2 separate regions of the Mus musculus genome follow, and region 2 is linked to region 1. The links are chromatin contacts, called in public promoter capture Hi-C maps. All regions are on one chromosome and are shown on one strand. The core of a region is the stretch at or near the end of the contact, and the rest is flanking DNA. Distances in the headings are between cores, read along the strand shown.

Region 1 (3,276 bases), core at 300-2,799:
AGAGAGGAGGCAGTGTGTGCGCTCAAGAGGCAGTGGACGACTACAGAAAACATCTGGACACAGCAGCGCAGCACAAAACCTGTGCAAACTCAAGCCAGACCAAATCCCCTTATGGAGAGATGGGCACACAATACCACACCTGGCAGTGGAGAAATTGGTCATTTTTTAGCTGCTGGAAAGCATGAGTTTTCTCTAAGAGTATAACATTCTGGTAAGTTGACCAAGCTCCAGTAGACCACATATCCAAGAATATCTGGGCAATACGAATTAGTCTTCAAAGGTTAAAAAACAAAAAGACACACAGTTGGGTGAATAGGGAGTGGGGTAGATCTGGGGAAAGCTGGAGGAATGGCTATGATTAAGACGCAAAACTTTCAAAGAAGGAATTAAAAAACAAACAAACAAAATGCTTGATAAAAAGGAGTATTGATGGACAAAGGCTCGAGGGGGAGGATGAACAGGAGGTACCCTGAGGATGTTGACAGTTCCAGGCCAGCCTGGTCTACAGAGTGAGTTCCCGGACAACCAGGGAATCAGGACTACACCGAGAAACCCTGTCTCCAAAACAAAACAAAAAATCTTGCCGTTGTCCTAAATCTCAAGACTGTTACAAAAGTAAACTCTAACAGTTTCTTGTAACTGACACGGGGTGGGGATGGATCGTAGAAAGTCCTTTGAGGGTGGGGAAAGAGTAGGAAAAGCTCACCTTCCCAATTTTGCTGTCAATTCCAAAATTTTTATTTTAAAAAATTATCTTAACTATATGCTAAATCACTGTTTTTAATGTACTTCAGATATTATACGTACTAACATCTAGCGAGTATTTTACAGAGACAGATTTTTTTCTTTAATCTTAAGGAAATAGATACTTTTATCCTTTTATAGCTAAGGATATTAAGGATAAGAGAATTGAGATAATACAAATTTACATGCCGGGCGTGGTGGCGCACGCCTTTAATCCCAGCACTTGGGAGGCAGAGGCAGGCGGATTTCTGAGTTCGAGGCCAGCCTGGTCTACAGAGTGAGTTCCAGGACAGCCAGGGCTATACAGAGAAACCCTGTCTCGGAAAATAAAAAAAAAAAAAAAAAAAAAAAAATTTACAGACTAAAAATTTGATCAGTTTCTGTAGGTGCTTTGCTACTGACTAATTTCCACCTTTCTCTAACATCTTGTTTCAAAAATACCTCTTCTGATTTTTTTTTTAAAAAAATCCACATTTCAAGATTATTAACTTGGTCCAATCGCGGGGAAGCCTAAGGCGAGGGGGCGGGAACTCGAAAGACTACAAATCCCAGAATGCACCGCTGCCCAGGCTGCTTGCAGGGTTTCCTCGGTGCTTTTCCCTTCTCCCCGGAGTTTCTACACCTGAAATGGATTTCTACGCCCCTCAAAGGTGCCACGGCCTACAGCTGCACGCATCCCGGAGATAGACCTGGATGAGCCCTCGCCGCCAGAGCCCTATATCCCTGCGGCGCAGCCCGCCCTACCCACCTCACCCGCAGCTCCAGCAAGCCGCAAGTCTCCACAGAGGACGCGCACACAGTTGCTAAGGAAACGACGCGGCGTTTCCCCTGACTGGTGAGGCGGTCAAAGGTCGTCTTCGCAAGTTCCGGTTCCGGTTCCGGTATCTAGTTTGTTGTGGCTGACTCTGTTGTGCCGGCCGGTTCGAAGTGCTTTTCTCAAGTCCGGTTGTCGGCCAGGATCGCTCGAGTTCCACGGCTGCAGTCATGGCAGCCTCCACGGCGGCCGGGAAACAGCGCATTCCTAAAGTGGCCAAGGTAGGCGACCGGGAGGAGCCCCCGAACAGCATCTGCGGTGTCGGGCACCAGAGATTCGAGACAGCGATCTCTGTGCCGCGGTCCAAGAAGACAGGTGGTCGGTGAGGTGGCGCAGGGTCTTGTCACTCCGAGCTCGTCTCGCGTCTGCCCAGCCTTCCTTCCAGGGTTGCAAAGCATCGGTTCGGTTCGGTAAACTGTTTGCTTTGCTAGTCTCTGGGGATCCCCTACTTTTACTCCGGGCAAGAGTGCTCCACTAAAACTGGAGAGAGAGCGAAATGGCAACCCAGATAGATGTATCCAAGTAGTGTAGATATGCCATGGGCAAGAGCCAGAAGGGTGCCTGTAAACTTGAGGGTAAACTTTGTGAAGGAAGTTAACACTTAGGCTGCATCAAAGTTAGGCAGTGAAGAGAATGGCAGAGGATAGGCTCTGGGCAATGGCATAAAATTTAGGTTAGATAGTAAATTGTTATATTTCCAACTGTGGTTGATACTTCATCAATACTTAATAAGTGTCAAATCTTGCACTTAGCCATCACATACAGTCATTCTCTGGAAGTCTGATTTGGCCATTTTGTCTTGAGACAAGTTCTTATTTCCACATGTAATTATTGTAAAAGTCTGATGTGGTAGCTTCCCCCCTACCCCCGCTCCCAAACCCCTATCCTGAGTCATAAAAGCCAGGGAATGCATGCTGACTAAGTTTTTGACAGCTTGACACAAGATAAAGTTATCTAGGAGGAGGCATCTGGACTAAGAAAATTCGTCCCTAAGCTTGCTTGCTGGCAAGTGTGTGAGGCATTTTCTTGATTACCAATTGATGTGGACGCCCCCCCCCCCCCCGCCTACTTGGGCAGTGCCACACCTGGGCAGGGGCTCTGGTGTAGTCTGTGAGAGCAGACTGAGCACAGCTGGTATGCCTCCAGCTTCCTGCCGTGTCTTCCATTCATGAAGACTGTGGTCCAGTTGTGTAAGCCAATCAGTCAGCTCTTTCCTCTGCAGGTTGCTTTTGTTGGTGATGTTCGATCACAGCAGTAAAAAGGCCAATTAGAACTTAGGGTCCATCTGCACTTGAACACATTTGACTTTTAAGCTCCTGTGTTGGAACTATAGCTTCAGGTGCTCTAAAAGCTTACAGGCTAATGATGGAGACTTAGTAAAAACAAGTTTCAGTTGGCCTAAAATGTCATGGAAAACCAGCTTGTCCACTAGAAGGATTAAAATATGTAGAGGAGTTCTCTAAGCAGGTTATAAAGAGGAAGGAGTGTGATTTTTTTTTCCCCCTGCCCCTCATGGAGAATTGAAGATGTTATTCAAAGATGGCATCTTGGGCACATTCTTAGGAGGGCTTTTTCTTTCGAGACAGGGTTTCTCTGTGTAGCCCTGGCTGTCCTGGAACTCACTCTGTAGACCAGCCTGGCCTTGAACTCAGAAATCCACCTGGTTCTGCCTCCCAAGTGCTGGGATTAAAGGTGTGTGCCACCACCCTGCCATTCTT
Region 2 (3,276 bases), core at 254-2,753, 5.0 Mb before region 1:
GCATATTTAAACATTAGGAGACCAAGAGATAAGGATCATATTGACAAAATCTAGCTCTACACCCTCTCTGTCTCCTCCCTCCAGTTCTTCCCCTCCTCCTCTTCTTCCTCCTCCCCCCCCCCTCCTCTGTATAATGGAACCCCAATCCTCAGGTATACTGAGGAAATGCTATCACTGAGCTATATTCAGCTCTTTTTATTTGTGTTATTTTGAGACAGAAGCCGCTAAATTGCCTGGGTTGGCCTCCAATCTGCAACCCTCCTGATGTCAGCTTCTGTAATAACTTCAGGCATGTCCTACCAGGGCTATTTGTTCTTTTGTTTTTCTATAAAGATTTTATGACTGATAGGTCAAAACTATCTTTAAGCATTTAATTTCCTTTTTGAATATTCAAATCTATAGTACTATTTTGTTGATGTTTTAAAGACTGTAGATATTCATACAGTATGAACATAGGTTATAATATAGCAAAAATGGTAAAGAAATTCTTGAATTGCAAGTTGTAACTATCATTACAAAGGCAACAACATAATCCATTACATTTCTAAGTTCCTATTAAATCTTTATCAGTTGCCAATATTTTTCAAACTGATTACATGCATGTTGAAATTACAAAAGTAACTCATTAGTAAAATGCATGCTATATCAAACAAAACAAAAACTATTAAAAGCTACAACGTGTCCTTTCATTTTTTTTCAGGTGGATTGAATTATTAAATTTGGATGTCAGAGTGCAAATTCCTCTTTGAAACGGATTTCCTTGCCTTCTTACCAGTCCTAATCGTTCTTATGAAGATCCAAACTTTAATAGAAGACTTCAAAGCATACGCAGGCAGTTCATTTTCTTACATTCAGCGAAAGAAAAAGTGAATATATGGGAGGCAGAGGCAGGCGGATTTCTCAGTTCGAGGCCAGCCTGGTCTACAAAGTAAGTTCCAGGACAGCCAGGGCTACACAGAGAAACCCTGACTCGAAAAGACAAAAAAAAAAAAAAAAAAGTAAATATAAACTTGTTTAAACAATACATTAGCTACTGGAGTCTCTCTCTCTCTGTAAAGCTTTTTTGTTGAGTATATCAAATCTAGAGAACATCTGGGGCTCTAGCTTTTTAGGGGCGCCAAATGCCCTAAAGAGGGAGTAGAGAGAGCCTATTTTGCCCAGCAAACGGAGCTAGTGCCCTCAAGGACTCCCTAGCACCCTCCCCATTCGGACCACTTAGATCTTAGATAGGGCCTGCCTCAGTTCGTAGGCAGAGGGCACCTGAGTTGCACCTAAAGCAACCCAGCAGGAGAATCCAAACTGGCCCTAATCCGTTTCGTAAACGCACTAAGACCCTTCAGACTAGCCCTGCCCTGAAAATGACCCGCAGTTTCAGCTTATTCCGCCCTTCTCCAAGATGGCTGTGGCTGGCGCTGGGGATGCTGGGCGCGCTGCTTGTGAAGCGGAGCTGCCGGGGGCGTGTCTGGGGCGGGGCTTCCTGGACTCGTGCGCTGATTGGCCGCGGTGGCCGACCGGCCTCCGGCGCTGGTCCATAGCGGGCGCCGCGGCCTGGGGCTGGGATGTGACCCGCAGTGGGCTCCCGGCTCCGGGTGGTGACGGCTGTGAGCGGCGGCGACTGCAGCGAGGTCGGCGCAGGCGGGCGGGCGAAACCAGGGCGCCGAGAGCTGCTGCCGACAGGGCCGCGGGATGAGGAAGCGGACCGAGCCCGTCACCTTGGAGCATGAGCGCTGCGCCGCCTCAGGCTCGTCCTCCTCCGGCTCGGCCGCCGCGGCGCTGGACGCCGACTGCAGCTTGAAGCAGAACCTGCGTCTGGCGGGCAAGGGGACGGCAGAGCCGCACAGCGCATCCGACGCGGGCATGAAGCGGGCGCTGGGCAGGTGAGATGCGGTGCAGACACGCGCGGGCCCCTCACCTGGAGGGCAGGTAGTCCCAGGCTCCCACCTTCAGAGATCTGCTGCGGGAGCATCACACGGTTCCATCCTCCCGGCGTCCTCTTCGACCCTTCTAAAGACTACCTCCCCTCGTCTGGCCCGCAGGGACCGTCCAACCCCATTCTTTCCTCCAAACATCTGCCTCTGGAGCTCTCCTTCAACCCCCATCTCACCCTCCCACCCCCTCCACGAGCTGCTCACTAACCCACCCAGCACCCTGGCTGGCATCCTTATCAGGTTAGCCTGCAGAGATACTTAGTGGTTGAGTCCATAGTAATCAGGGGCCCAGTATTCCTGACTGGCTCTGGAAAGAGTCTCCCGAGGAGTTTGAAAGGCTGCCCTTAAGAAGAGGACCACGCAGGGTGAACGGCAAGACCAAAGACCCTGCAAGTGCTCTTAGCCAGTTCACCTGCTTTGCCTTGACCGTATATGGAGCTCAGTAGCAACTCTCCTGTCTGGTCCTTCCCTTCGCTAGCTAATCGCAGGTCAGAGCTGCATTCACCGACCCCCTTTCAAGGGTTAAGCCGTTTTCAGAATCCAAAGGAAAGGATGGATGGATGCATCCATTCTCAGCTGTTGGAGAGAACTGGTGGTTGTCTATGCAGGTAGTTAGTTACAAAGCACTTGAAATCTGCACAGGAATTGGTCATTGAAAATTACTCTGTAAGGTCCTGGAATCTTCTGGGATTGGTCGGTGAGTTAGACTTGCATCCTTCTTTTAGGATGGAGAAGAGGCAGTTATGTAAAGCTGATCTCAAAATTGAGTAGCCTGTTTTATATAGGAATAGGTTTCTTTCCCTCTATCTGGTTTCTTAATTTGATAGTTTGTAGACTATTATCTCTGTTGGCAGTTTTGAAGCCTTGATAGTGTATGACCAGAAATATTAGTTTGCAATGTTCCTAAGTCAGGAGTTGTAGCAGTCATTTCTTTTTGCATCAATTGATCGTTTGTTGTATATGTTAAACATTTACCCAAGAAAGAAAATCAGAGCTTGAAGCTCTGTGCTTAAAAGATCATGAACTTCAACTACCGAGATCTTTAAGTCAGTGATTCTCCATCTTGCAGAAAGACCAGAACTGGCTGTTTGTAGGTAAAATTTACTACCAGAGCGTGGGTGAGATTGCTGATCTGGGGAAGGCTCCTGCCATCAGGCCTAATGACCTGAGATCTATCCTTCTTGTGACTTAATGGTGAAAGGAGAGAACTGTCTCCCATAAGTTGGCTTTTGACCTCCATGCAGACCACCTCACATACATGCACACAAAATAAATGGATAGCATGTAATTAAAAATGAACTAGCAGGTGATCAATCTTTTGAAAGACTTATGTACTCTTTACTTTGTC

The links. Promoter capture Hi-C pulls out the DNA fragments that hold promoters and counts their contacts.
Region 2: a contact with region 1 is called in a promoter capture Hi-C map of second pharyngeal arch cranial neural crest. The contact joins the promoter of Abhd12 here to the promoter of Cfap61 in region 1. A contact is called at or near these places in 2 of 39 promoter capture datasets (pre-B cells and second pharyngeal arch cranial neural crest).

What each region holds. Positions count from the first base shown.
Region 1 is chr2:145,933,057-145,936,332 of GRCm38.p6, reverse strand. Cfap61 (cilia and flagella associated protein 61) reads right to left here and starts at 1,549. Exons shown (of 27, transcript NM_001369121.1): 1 at 1,493-1,549. It overlaps Crnkl1 (crooked neck pre-mRNA splicing factor 1), which reads left to right and starts at 1,633. Exons shown (of 14, transcript NM_025820.3): 1 at 1,633-1,779. The coding sequence starts at 1,729.
Region 2 is chr2:150,902,958-150,906,233 of GRCm38.p6, reverse strand. It overlaps Abhd12 (abhydrolase domain containing 12), which reads left to right and starts at 1,503. Exons shown (of 13, transcript NM_024465.3): 1 at 1,503-1,877. The coding sequence starts at 1,687.